Linked DNA regions of Mus musculus: all the other regions are linked to region 1. A link is a contact called in public HiChIP or PLAC-seq and promoter capture Hi-C data. All regions are on one chromosome and are shown on one strand. Each heading gives the region's core, a stretch centred on a gene start, on an enhancer-like site or on the middle of the called end of the contact. The rest is flanking DNA. Distances are from core to core; before and after follow the strand shown.

What was found. Promoter capture Hi-C pulls out the DNA fragments that hold promoters and counts their contacts. HiChIP or PLAC-seq counts read pairs in DNA pulled down with a chosen protein or histone mark.
Region 2: a BATF HiChIP or PLAC-seq map of CD8 T cells shows a contact between it and region 1, with 5 read pairs. The contact joins two enhancer-like sites. A contact is called at or near these places in 1 of 39 promoter capture datasets (liver), 3 of 115 datasets of contacts at active chromatin or transcription factors (CD8 T cells, effector CD8 T cells and memory CD8 T cells) and 3 of 9 other capture datasets (adipose tissue, embryonic stem cells and liver).
Region 3: a promoter capture Hi-C map of pre-B cells shows a contact between it and region 1, with 3 times the contacts expected there. The contact joins the promoter of Cntrl here to the enhancer-like site in region 1. A contact is called at or near these places in 2 of 39 promoter capture datasets (liver and pre-B cells), 1 of 484 Hi-C or Micro-C datasets (LSK cells), 1 of 115 datasets of contacts at active chromatin or transcription factors (the SCID.adh cell line) and 2 of 9 other capture datasets (adipose tissue and pancreatic islet).

Annotation. Positions count from the first base shown.
Region 1 is chr2:35,257,982-35,262,336 of GRCm38.p6, reverse strand. It overlaps a transcript of Gsn not described here. Among named protein-coding and RNA genes, the nearest start is that of Gm39795, 14 kb to the left of the region's middle. Within about 2 kb of position 2,431, at least 86 of the 459 cell types and tissues checked have an H3K27ac peak or open chromatin away from gene starts, as enhancers often do. A contact at or near this core is called in CD8 T cells, the SCID.adh cell line, memory CD8 T cells and 1 more, where this site is marked.
Region 2 is chr2:35,409,732-35,414,086 of GRCm38.p6, reverse strand. It overlaps Ggta1 (glycoprotein galactosyltransferase alpha 1, 3), which reads left to right. Exons shown (of 8, transcript NM_001145821.2): 6 at 660-761. Among named protein-coding and RNA genes, the nearest start is that of 4930402F06Rik, 15 kb to the right of the region's middle. Within about 2 kb of position 2,131, at least 24 of the 459 cell types and tissues checked have an H3K27ac peak or open chromatin away from gene starts, as enhancers often do. A contact at or near this core is called in CD8 T cells and memory CD8 T cells, where this site is marked.
Region 3 is chr2:35,106,961-35,111,315 of GRCm38.p6, reverse strand. Cntrl (centriolin) reads right to left here and starts at 1,820. Exons shown (of 44, transcript NM_001379274.1): 1 at 1,687-1,820.

The DNA.
Region 1 (4,355 bases), core at 1,182-3,681:
CCATTTACATTTGAACTACAGATATGCACAGATTTTTCTTTATACATGTGCCCCCAAATATTGCAAAGAAGATGGTAATACTAAATCATTATTCATTCTTTATCTGAAATTCTAATTTAACTAGCATCCTGTTTTCTTAGTTGCTAAATATGGCCACGCTAAGGGCAGAGCTTGAGATTCAACATTTCTAAAAAGCTCCCAAATGCAGCCCTGCTGCATCTAAAATACCATTTACAGCTATGAGAATGGAATTTTATGCAACCATGAGTTCTACAAGGTTTTTAAAAAAGACCATTTATAGAGTCAGGCAGGCAGTTCCCAACTTCTAAAGGAGTGTTCTAGAATGGAGTGTTCTCATGCTTTATTGAGAAATGCTCTAGGAGAATGCAAAGGGCACAGAGCCCAGGCTAGCCCATGAAAACCCTACTCTGAATGGCATGCATCAACTGGCTTCTACTTCCTGGCCTGAAGCTCGAGAAGCCAAGTACACATGATCACAAAAAAAAAGAAGAAAAAAAGACAAAACAAAACAACAAAAAACAATGGCCCTCTCCCTTTTGCTTTGGTCCCAGGGTATTTTAAATCAGATGAGAAAACAGAAATTCCAAGAGTCTGAATGGTCTATCCTGGCAAAGTACCATGTCATCACTCCTCAAGACCCTAGGAATGGGTTGGGGCCCGGTTGGGAGAGTGCTTGCCCAGCATGGAGCTCTGGGTTCAGTCCTCAGGACTGCATGCTATCAGGCACAGTGGTGCATGACTGTAATCCTTGCTTGGGAGGTGGAGGTAAGAGTTCAGGTTATTTTCAGCAACATAGTGACTAGCCAGCCTGGGCTATAGGAAACCCTAAAAACAAACTAACAAAAAATGTAGGAAGCTGGTGTTGAAATCCTAACTTTACTCTGGAAACCAAAGCCTAGAGAGGCAAACTACTCAGGACTGAACCAGGTTCCCTCTGCTCTTTGACCTAGAATCTCAACTCTACCTTTTTCTGATACTTGGCTGTGCAAAAGATTTGTTGAGAGAATGAACTGAAGTCTAATGTTTTAGGAAAGTGGTCCCTGGATCAGAAGTCTAGAACAGCTAGACTTTAGATACCCAGCTACAGTACTCCTTCAAGAATACCATTTCCCCACCAAGTGTGCTAGGAACAGGGACCACTGTTATTCTTCCTGAGTAACAATTTGGCAAAATGTAACAAAAGCTATAAAACACATCACAACTGAGCCAGGAGCTCCATTTGTAATAATGAAGGAAGAACTCAGGGGCAAGCAGTAGCTCGGTGGGTGGAAGCATTTACTGCAAGACTCATGACCCCCAGGGTGGAGAGAATATATTCCATAAAGTTGTCTTCTGACCTCTGTTCCCCTGCCTTGGCATGTACACACACACACACACACACACACACACAAATGTAAATAAAAATTTTTAAAGAACATATTAAAAAATTGCTCACTAGGATGGACTTACTCCATGGACAGGCAATGGACAGATAACAATTATATACACATAAAAATAATGAAATAAATCTTTTTTAAGAAGGAAAATACAGGAAGGAAACATACCAAATTTTGTAGTGGTGGCAGTTATGGATAGTTCTTTGGTTTTGTTTAGTTGGTTTTGGTTTTATCCTTTAAAAGAAATTCATTTTCCAAATTTTCTATCACAAGCTCTTGTTACCATGAGGAAGGAAGGCCCATGAAGAGATGAAGCACATCCCCCAGTCAGGCCACTAAGCCACCCTGCAAATTTAATTAGTATTTACTCAGCCCAGCCCAGCCACAGCCACAGCCTCTACAACAGAGAAATCAAGAGCCCCACCCTCAAGGCTGACTTACATGGAATATATATATCTTTTGCTTGATAAGTACTTGAACCAAATGATAGATCTGTTGAGGTTGGAAAGTAACGAGACACCCTTTGCTTAACCAACTTAGCAAAATAAAGGAAGCCCACTCCCTCCAGCCAGGCTCCCTCATAACAGTTTCCCACCAGGCTCCATGGCTCAGACCCTTCTGGAGTCTTCTCAAAAAAGCCAGATTAGGAGAGACAATAACCAGAAAAAATAAAAAAATAACAAAACAAAGCCGAAAACTGATCAGATATGTTGGGACACAATTTTAATACCAGCATTCAGGAGCAGAGGCAAGTGGATCTCTCTAAGTTCCGGGCCAGCCTGATCTACAGAGTGAGTTTTAGGATAGCTGGAGTCCATTAAAAAAGCACGCCGGCACCAAACCTTACCCTTCGTTTTGTCAGCGCACAGACAGGGACCCCAACCCAGGCTTTTAGCTGCCTAGCCTCACCCACCACACCCTCTGCTTTTCTCTCCCCTACCCTGCAATTGCCCCTGTGGTCCAAGGCAGGGCAGGAGCAAGTAGGCACGTCTCTCAAGAAGAGGGGGAGGGGAAGTCAGAGGCAGAAGGAACTAAGCCTGCCTGTGGTCTCCAAGTTCACAAACCACATCAGGCTGAAATATGACACACGCTCATTCAGCTGGAAGGAAGGAGATATTTTTACTTAACCTCCCTCGGCTGCCTAAACATTGATGGCCCAGCTACCCCCACCCCCACCCCCCACCACCACACGTAACTCCTGGGACCCGCTTTTCTCTGCTTCAGCCCACATTTTCTTACAAGGTAACAGGGCGACTCCCTTTCCAGCGCTTCTTGGGGATGTCTAAGAGTTTGTCAAACAGTAGAAAGGAAGAATGCAGTTCTGGCTGGGTGCCCAGCTAACAAAAGACCTTGCCTGGGTCCAGGAGCATTAATTTCCTAAAAATAGATAGGAGACTGATCCACACTCTGCAGACCTGTTGATGGTAAAGAACATATGTGTTTATAAATAGTCCCGAGGCCTCTCCAGCGTTCCCGAACTGTGCATGCCAAGGCCCCAGCACACATGTAACAGCTGCAGGCGAGGGCAGGGGAGGGGGGAGGCACATCTGTATCTCCAGGGCTGAAGTCAGGGGACTAGAGAGACCCGTAGATCCCTGGAGCTCCTTGGCCAGTCAGCCTACTGAATTGCTGAACACCAGGTTCACAGAGGGGCCAGAGAAATGGCTAAGCAGAGTGACCACTTCCTACACACACCTGATGACCAGAGTTTGGTTCCCAGGACCCAAGTAAAGGTGGAAAGGGAGATGGACTCTACAAAGCTGTTCTCAGACTTCCATGTGTGTGCCCACACACATATATCACACACCCACACAGTAATAATAAATTAATAGCAAATACAAACGTAATAAAAAATAAAGTAAAAAGTGATAGGAGATGTTTGGAATTGACCTCTGGCCTCTGTGAATGCACTGATGGATGCACACCAGAGTACACACATGCACACACGTGCACACACACACATACACACACACACACACACCTAAGCTATCACTTGTAATTTCTCTTTCATTCTCTTGCCCTCTAACTTATCACCTCCAGTCAGCAAATACTCAAAAATTGTGGGCTGGGGCCAGAAGAGTTTCCTTGAAGAAAACCAGAGATCAATGTCTCAGCAAAGCGCTACAGGCCTGAATGATACCATCTCTATGGCCAGACAACATGTCATCTAAGAGCCAAATTTCCCTTCTGGAGTTAGGGGGAGGAACCCACAGGCTCCAGATGACCAGGAAACACCACGTCCTCCCTCCTGTGTACAGTTCTCCCTGTAACAGTGCGTGTCCTTGCACAGACCACTGTTCACAGTGGGACAACCAAGACAAGGCAGCCTATGTGACTGACTGTCCCTCGATTCATAGCTATAGTCTCTTTTAATTTAGAATTATTTTCTTAAGAAGAAAAACAGCAACAGGGAGACACTAACCGTAACAGTATCTACCTGCGAGCTTCGCCTCATCTGTTTTCAGATAAAATGTCCAGCTCCCATAAACCTGAAGCTGAGTTTCCAGGATCTGCCATTGATCTGCCCAGCAGGCATTGCTCTGGGTTGGATCTGCCTGCTGACTACCAGGCCACCTCCTCAGGGCCTCCCCATGAACTCCCACCTCAGTCACTGCGTCAATGAGAGTTCTTGGTCACTGCCCTGGTGACAAACTTGTCCCAGTATCCTTGTCAGTTCTGCCTTCACCTAACACTCTCAGTCCCAGGACTCCAACCCTGTGCCCTCCATTCTAGTCATGAAGGATGCTCAGTGCCTTTGCACAAGCTTCCCTGCTTCTTAGAATAGCTCCTTCCCCAGCCCTCTTCCCCTGGCAAACTGTTACTCATTTCCAAGGCCTGGCTCACCCAGACACAATTAGTCACCCGCTCTTACATGGCTGAAGAAACTATCACCTAGATGTGTCAAGATTAGAAGTTTAGGGAGCTCTCCTTAGGGCTCCTGGGCCCCTCCAAGGTCAG
Region 2 (4,355 bases), core at 882-3,381, 150 kb before region 1:
GCTTCTATTGTTATTGTGAGGGGTGGGGAGTGTGTTTGTGTGTATGACGTGTGTATGATTGCAGCTGTGTGTACACCATAGTACTCATCGGAGGTCAGAAGGCAGCTTTCAGGAGGCAATTCTGCCTTTCCAGTACGGGTTCCAGTGTGTGATCACCAGACTCAGATGCTCAGGCTTTCAGGACAAGCAGTTTTACAGGATGAGCCATCTCACCAGTTCAGAGGAGGCTAACTTACAAGTGGAATTCTGAGTGTCTCCCCGCTTCCCTCCCCCTCCTCCCACTCCCTCCTCCCCCCCTTCCTGTCTGCCTTCCTCCTTCCTCTGCCCTTTCTTCTCCAGTTAAGGGTGAAGTTCAGGCTGAAGTGGAAATTTCAGAATAGACACAGAACAGAAATGTCCCTTGGAGTACTGTTCTGAAACATCTCACCGACTTCTGAAATAACTGAGGGTTACAGGGTCACTGGAACCTCAGCCCCTGACCCACATGGTGGCCAGAGAGGCAAATGCTGTACCTTTTATCAGAAGTGTGTAGGGATCAAGGGGTCAGTGCCCTGAGTCCTCCAGTCCACCCAGTGGTGTGAGTGATGCCTTCTTTCCCTTGAGACACGAGTCATGGAAGCCACCTGTCCTTACCAACTTTGTCCTACCTTTGTCCACAGGACCCACAGTTATCAAGAAGACAACGTAGAAGGACGGAGAGAAAAGGGTAGAAATGGAGATCGCATTGAAGAGCCTCAGCTATGGGACTGGTTCAATCCAAAGTAAGGACAGACAGGAGATTGGGGTGGGGGGTGCTGAGTGGGGTTCTGAGGAGATGCTGAGGGGAGTGCTGAGGGGGTGCTGGCAGGAGGGGGTGCTGGCAGGAGAGGGTGCTGGCAGGAGGGGGTGCTGGCAGGAGGGGATGCTGGCAGGAGGGGGTGCTGGCAGGAGGGGATGCTGGCAGGAGGGGGTGCTGGCAGGAGGGGATGCTGGCAGGAGTGGGTAGACCTTCCTCAATGGGCTTTGGCTAAGAAACTAAGATCTGGGTGCTTTGAACCAGACTGAACACTGTGGTAATTGCAGCAGGAAATGGCCAGTGGTAGGTTAAACATAAACACTGGGTGTTAAGGACTTTACAGGCCACATAGGATGCTGCTGAGAAAATGACAAGGTCTAGGGTGAGCCAAGAAAACTCTCTCTAGATTCAGCTAAAACATATCCATGAGGTAGAAATTATGAGCTAGGAGATCCCAGAGCCAGGAATCCACTCCGTACACAAGCAGAGAACGCGTGTCTATCAGAAACTAGGAAATGGTAGCTGGTGTTTTCCAAACTGCTGCTCGCTACCCACTCACGTTCTCAGAAAGCAGCCGAAGTATCAAGCCTAAACAGACTTTAAAAACAAGCAAGGAATGGTAGCGTTGGTGCAGCGGGCAAAGCACTTGCCGTGCTAGTGTGCAAACTGGAGGTCAGACCCCTGGAAGCTGTGTGAAGCCAGATGCAGTGGCCTGCGTGTGTGAGCCCAAGCATAAAGGTGGAAATACAGACAAGAGAATCCCTGGAAGGTCTTAGGTCAGTCAGGCTGCTTTAGGAAGTGGGAACCCCCAAGAAACCCTGCCTCAAACATGGTGGGAAGTGAGAACTGTCACCTGTGGTTGTCCTCTGACCTCCACATGTGGGCTGTGGAATCTGCATGCCCACACACTACATACACGTCACACACACACCTACACATAGCATTGAAGTATAAGAGATGATCAAAGTGCATACCCTAAGGATGAGTGTTTGTAAGTAGAGTTTTGTTTCTGTGCATATGTGTATTATTTGCATATAATATAAACTATTTCTTCACTTGATCACAACCAAACTTGTAGTTCTTTCAAATTAAAGCTTTAAAAGATACTGTGTTAGGCACTGTGTTGGGGACACTATGATACGTTTAAGAAGTTCCTCATCTCAGAACTGGGGTTTCTTAGCTCAGTAGCGGAGTATGTAGTTAGCATGCATGCGACCCTGGGTTGATCCCAAGGACTAATATCGAAAGAAGACAGGAAAGAAGGGAGGAGACGGGATGGGCAGGAAGTGGGGAGTGGGTAGAGGGGTGGGGTGTGTGTACGTCATAGTCCTAGAGGGCAGTAGATGTTAAGGTCATGTGATCAGCTGACGGGAAAGGTGTGATCAGAGCTGCCCAGGGCGACTGTCAGCCCTGGGAGACTTGTGATTGATGGTTCTTCTAGGAAATGGACATTAGGAACTGCCACAGGCTTAGGACCTGAGAGGTGGCACTGTGTCGTGTATGTGTTAAGGAGTTTCTGGGTGGAAAGCCTCAGCTGCTCATGAGCTTGGCTGAAGATGAGCTGAAGACAGAAGGTGAGGTGTCATCAGGCTACAGGTAGCAGGGAGATCTGTAGTCACAGATGAGGTCATTGGGGCAGAGGAGTAGGACCGGGTGTGTTCTGTCTCAGCCCTGGAGGAGCAGGCAGAGAAAGAGACCTCTCAAGGGGTGAGGCACAGCTGTAGAGGAAGGAGAGAACAGTGCCTCGTTCTTTTTGACGGAGCTCAGGCTCTGGAGAAACTGGAGATGTTCTGGCAAGTCCACTGAGTTCTCAGGAGATTCATGCCAGTGTGCAAGACTGAGAATTCCATCCTGCCCGTATCTTACCATAGGCTGGGCATGGAGTAGCTGCCTGGGACACTATGAGTGTAAAATGTTGGGAGCACTGCAGCTTTGCTAAGCCTCTTAGATGGGGATGAGGTCCGGGGCCTAGACAGCTAGAGATGGCAGCTATGGGGATGATGTCTAAGAGCTAAACAGCTAGAGATGGTGCCTATGGAGGTAAGACACCCCCGCCCCCCCACAAACCCAGGGCTAGACAGCTAGAGATGGCTGCTGTAGATATCTCAGCTCCGCCCCAACCTCTTCTTTCTCATTTCCCATCTTCTTAAATACCTCAGTCCTAGCCTGGGAGAAGTTTTCCGTTGTCCACCAACAGTAAAATTCTATTATCAATTCTCCCTCTCAGATTCTTTCCACAGCCTCTCTCCCTTCCATAGCCACCTCCGCTGTTTGTGCTGACATTACCTCTCTATTGGGATTGTACAGCTTGTGTGATGTGTGTTCCACATCTTTCCTCAGTCTACTGTGTGCTTCATAAGAATTTTAAACATCGATTCATTTATTTGTGTGTGGCAAGGCCCGCATGTATAAGTCAGAGGACAACCTGTGGGAGTTGGTTCTCTCCTTCCACTGTGTGTGTTCCTGGGATCAAACTCTGGCTGTCAGCTCCCACGAAAGTGCCTTTGCCTGCCGAGCCACCTGTCCAGCCTAATACACAGAATTGTAATACTTCCTCTAGCTAACCCGTGGATACCACTAATGTACCTGTGCATGAAGACATACAGTTGGGCATGAACTCCTAGTAACCTAGAGACCCGGATGCTCTATTGCAGGAGGTGGTCATTTTCCTGAAGTTTTTGCCCCCTATGGTGGACCTGGCCATACAGAGGTCACACAGTTTGAGTGCCCAGTGCAGAAGGAAGGGCATTTGAGTGTCACATAGCACCGTTTCCTCCCGCTCTTTAGAACCTTATCATGGCGGTCTTGGCTCAGGCAGTTGATAGTATCACAGTGGCTTCTTTGAGGGGATGTGCTTGTGGGTTTTGATGACTGAGCTTGCTTCAGGCACAGTTTCCCCCTAGAAACTGGAGTCCCCTCATCCTGCCTCCCACCTGCTCCCACCTGCACTTCCAGGCTGTTGTCTGGCTTCTCCGTCACGCGCCACTGACATGCTGAAATTGCCAGTGGAACTGAACAATTAATGACCGGGAAATAGAATGTTTCAATTTTTAATTTTGCTTTAATTTTTAATAGCGCTGTTTTGTCTTCCTGCTCAAAGGAGGTTCTCACTTTCAAATAGCCAAGGTGGACACTGGGTTTCCACTCAGTTTCAAGCCAGTAGGGCCCGAGAGGCCACAGAGCTGAGGAGTGGCATGGCAGGGTTGAGCACCCACTATACTGAAGGTTCTCAGGGGAAGAACTGGGTGCCATTTTGTAACTTTAACTTTTTCAAATCCTATTTTTAATGATAGTTCTTAAACGCTTTAACCTTCCTTGTAACCCACCACCCACCAGAGGTAATGGAAAAGAAAGGATATGGGGGAAGTAGACCTATATTACAAAGGTTCTTTGGAACAACTCCTGTCTGTGTTGTTTGGAAATCAGCAGTTCAGTTCACAGGTTAGCAGGCAGCGAGTGCCAGCTCCATCCACTCGCAAACACCTCACATATACACCAGCAGTCCAGTTTGGTGGTCGGGTTAGCAACAGTGGTTACATGACCTAGCAGAGAGAGCCAGGCTCAGCCTCAGCTCGGGTCA
Region 3 (4,355 bases), core at 571-3,070, 150 kb after region 1:
CTTTTCTCAGTTTATCAGCTCAAACTTTTCACAGGTCCTTTCCATACAAGGTCACATACAGGAATATTTGACAACCAACACTTGTAAGCACTCTATCCTCCCAGAAGCTGGTCTGGGACACCATGCTCTACTGACATAACCCTGTTCTACTCCATGGCCTCCTTTGCTGGCTCATGTTCCTCTACTTCCTCTAAATGTCAGCGCTCCTCCACAATTCCTTTTTGTTCCCTTTAAACATCACCTTGGGCAACCTAATGTAGACCCTCAGTTCTCAAACGTACAGCTAATTTTTAGGAAAAAAAATATTTAGTGAGATAGTATATTAAGTAGTTTTCAATCCAATGACAAGTTGGTATCAGAAAAGGATATTGTAATAGAATGTTGCATACAAATCTTTATATAAGTTGAATTTGGCCTGAGGCTGCTTTCCTTTGGCCTTGAGTTTCCCTATAGCCAAATACTACCTTCATGTACAAAACGAAACTGAAAGCCCAGTTTAACAATATACTTTTGAAAAAACTAGCTGAGTGTGGTATCAGACCATCTTCAAATAAGACAAATGCTCATCTGCAACCAACGAAGCTGTCCTTGCAGATTCTATTTCTGTCCATAAGTGCTGTCCATTCTCAGAACCCTGATTCACTGAGAGGGTCAGCCTATGAGATAGTGTGTGTTTCTACATGCAGACTTCACAGGAGCTATGGCAACTCAGGGAGGGAAGCAGGGGTGTGGAACCATCACTTAATCTTTCAGTGATCCAGGTTTCTGGAACCCACTGAATACTTCCCTAATTCTATAGGAATCATTACTTAGAAGTAATAATTTACTAATCAGGGGAAGTAACATAGGACCTCATAATAATTTAATGAGGATTTGATAAGAATAATTCTAGATGGTTTATAATTTCAGATTTTTTAAGAGAAGACTATGATGTAGGATACAAAATAATTGAATTGTCTAGTGATATAGAATGCACTGCAACCAGAGACATGGGAGCCAAATAAACCCTTTCCTCCCGGAGTTGCTTTCTGTCACAATGTCTTACCACAGCAATGGAAACCTTAACTAAGACATCTAGGAAGTGGTTAAGGGACATGCCCAGAGCCCCAGTGAGATGGCTCGGTGGGTAAGGGCATTTTCTGTGCTAATTTGACGTTCTAAGTTCTGTATCTGTAGCCCACGGAAAAGTGGAGAAAACCCGACTCCACAAAGTTGTCCTTTGCCCTCCATATGCGCATCACGATATGTGTCCCGTGTCCGTCCCCCCACCCCCATCATCCACACATGCTTCAAAAAGGAAAAAAGGAACAAGCTCAGAGTCACAGAACTGAGGTTAAACAGCAGAGCCCTCAGGACCGCCAGCCCATCTCCATCGCAGTTATCCCGCAGACGGTGACACACCCCGGCACTCTTCCCTCTCTGCGGGAACCTCATCCTTCTAAGCGCCGCACCCCAACTTTGCGACTCAGCAGCGCCCCGACCTAGGCTGTGCACGCCTCTCCTCCCCTGCCCTCCCTCCCCTGCCCACGCCGGCCCCGGCCCTCCTCCTTCCCGTCCAATCCCCTTTCCAAGCACACTCCCCCGCCCCGAATGCGTCCGGAGCCGGCACACCTCACGCTGGACCAGGGCTTTCCGGCCTTTGCCGCCCGCCACCCAGGCTCGGTCCGGACGCCGAAGTACACTCACCGCCTCAGCACGGGAAGGAACGGCCTAGCGGGAGGGGCGAGGCGGAGACGCCGGGATACTTCCCCTCAGGAGACCGACAGCACAGCAGCCATTTTGTTGTGTTGTGCCGGTTGCCGAGAGGGCCAGCTTGGTGTGGGCGGGGCTTGTTATCGCCACGCCCCCGACACGGACTAGTGGACGGGACGGGGCGGAGGCGCTTCCCGCCACCCTTGCCGCCTCTGCGCGCGCTCAATTTGGGGGTGCGAAGCTTCCGGGTATGAACCTGGCGGGCTGTGGTCAGCCCTCTGGGCGCCGAGTCTGTGAGGAGAGATTTTTTCCACTGAAGCAATGGGGGAAGGCTTACGTTCCTCTCCCTAAGGCAACAACCGGAGGAACCAGTATGGAGATGTTCACAGCATTCGATCTTGGGATGATGGAAGGCAGGCCTTGAGCTCTCCCGTGTCTCGATGCACACTATCCTTTACGCGACTATTTTGGAGGCAAATTGTCATACTTGGAAACTGATCGAGCCGGACGTGGCTGCACCTCAAGACTGCTTGGGCTCCAGTGACCATTCACTTGAGCTATATGATCCTAGGATTCACAGTCCAAGAGTGCCCCTTATGTTAGTACAAAAGAACTAAAGCAAGCATTTACAGAGACTTGAGCAGATCATGCCCCAAAGAGCAGCCTTCTACTGTATTTCCTAATTGTCTGCACCATGTGCTTGCGGAGGCCAGAAGAGGGCATCAGATCCCACATAACTGCAGGTACAGACCTTTGTGAGCTGCCATTTGGGTAGAGGAATCGAACCTGGGGCCTCTGGAAGAGCAGTTATATGCTCTTAAGCACTGAGCCATCTCTGCACCCTCTCCATCATCTTTCTTAACTACCTTGTTCTCCAGTCAGGCATTAACGTTTCCTTTCTTTACCACAAACTTCCTGGCTCATTTTTCTAACACTTTTACAAATTTCCTTTCTGCCTCAATTTCTACTCTCATGTAACATATAATCGTCCCCATTTCCAGCAGTTAACCTTAATGATTTGAAAGAACTTAGAACAGTAGCTGATAAGTCTAATTTTTATCATTAAGCAAGACTTCTTAGAAGTCAACTTTCATCTTAACTCTGAAAGAAGAGTTTAACCAAGGGCAGGTGTTTGCTTGGCAAAGAGAACAGCTTGTACAAACCCCAGGAAGGATTGGGAAAGTTGGCAATGAGCTGGACATTAAGTAATTCAGGGCGGTTTGAAGAAAACATAAGTAATGCACAAATGCAGTTCAGTATGAATTATGCAAACGTCTGGTGTGGTGACGCTAAATATGAAGGGGAACCTTTTAAGCAGCATGAAGCCTGTTTGTAGAAGCTGAGGTCGTTTGACCTAATGGGAAGTTCTGATCATTTCCAGCAGGAGGCACTATTGGATCTGGTGGGCATGGTCCTCTCTTTCTCCGCAACTTTGCAGCACAATTTTTGGCTGTTGGAAAGCAAACTCTATGCAAAGATCTATTTAACCTTGAAAGGACTTTGGACCTATTTTCAGACAAAGTTCAGATGTTAGGTATTAGTTCAGTGTACATTGGTGAGATTCTGGTCTTTGGTACTTGTCTTTCAGCCAGAGACTTGGATTAATTGCACAAACTCATGATTGTTTTCCCTAATCTGTAATGGCATTCAGATGAGTTCCATCGTCAGATTACACTGTGCCAGAGTCAATTCATCAGTCCAGTCAGTAGTCATCAAAAAGTACACACAAAATCCAGGGGTCTCTCTCGGAACACTCATTTTTCTCTGCTTTCATGTTGCCCTATTTTCCTCCTTTATAGAGATATAGTAACTAACCTTCTCTGGGTCTAGCATGGTGGAAATCTTGGTTGTACCTCCAGCCTCAGATACTTGCCATGATTATTAATAGTCCATCTTAGCACACTGGAAGAGGCACCCCCAACAAGAGTAAATATACAAAAGAGTGAGGGCAGCTCACATTCCATGCTAATTTATTCCCTGGTATGAGCTGTAATTTTTCTGGATTACATTTAGATTACAATATAGATATTAGCTGGGGAGATGGGAAGGCCATCTGGCTTCTGGCTGTGACTTGTCTCCAGGGCTGGAAGATGAGCCAGGGCACAGTGACTTAGGTTTTTCAAGATCTTTTGTCCAAACCCTGGCAAAGCTATTGAGATTGCTCTTCTTGGATTCTCTTACGAAATCCACACTAAATACTCTGAGCATCACCTTTAAAAGAGAACCAGAGGAACTTGTCAGGCAGAGTCGGCCAGCTTCCACCATTGCCATTACTGTGACTTCCTAGTGTGACTTTAAAAATTGACTAAATTATGGCTATATTTTGAAATAAAGCTTGTTCTGTTATTTGGAAATCTCATACATTCATGTAGGGTATTTTTTATCTGCCTGTCTGTCTATCCCATTGGGTATTTTTGTTGTTGTTTTTTTTTTGGTTTTTTGTTTTTGTTTTTGTTTTGTTTTGTTTTGTTTTGTTTTGAGTCAAGATTTCTTTGTGTAGCCTTAGCTGTTCTGGAACTAGCTGTGTATACCAGGCTGGCCTCGGATTCACAGAGATCCACCTGTCTCTGCCTCCTGGGTGCTGGGATTAAAGTTGTGCACCACCACCACCCAGCTATGGAGTAGTTTTTGATCAAACACAACCCCCTCATTTCCTGCCCAGT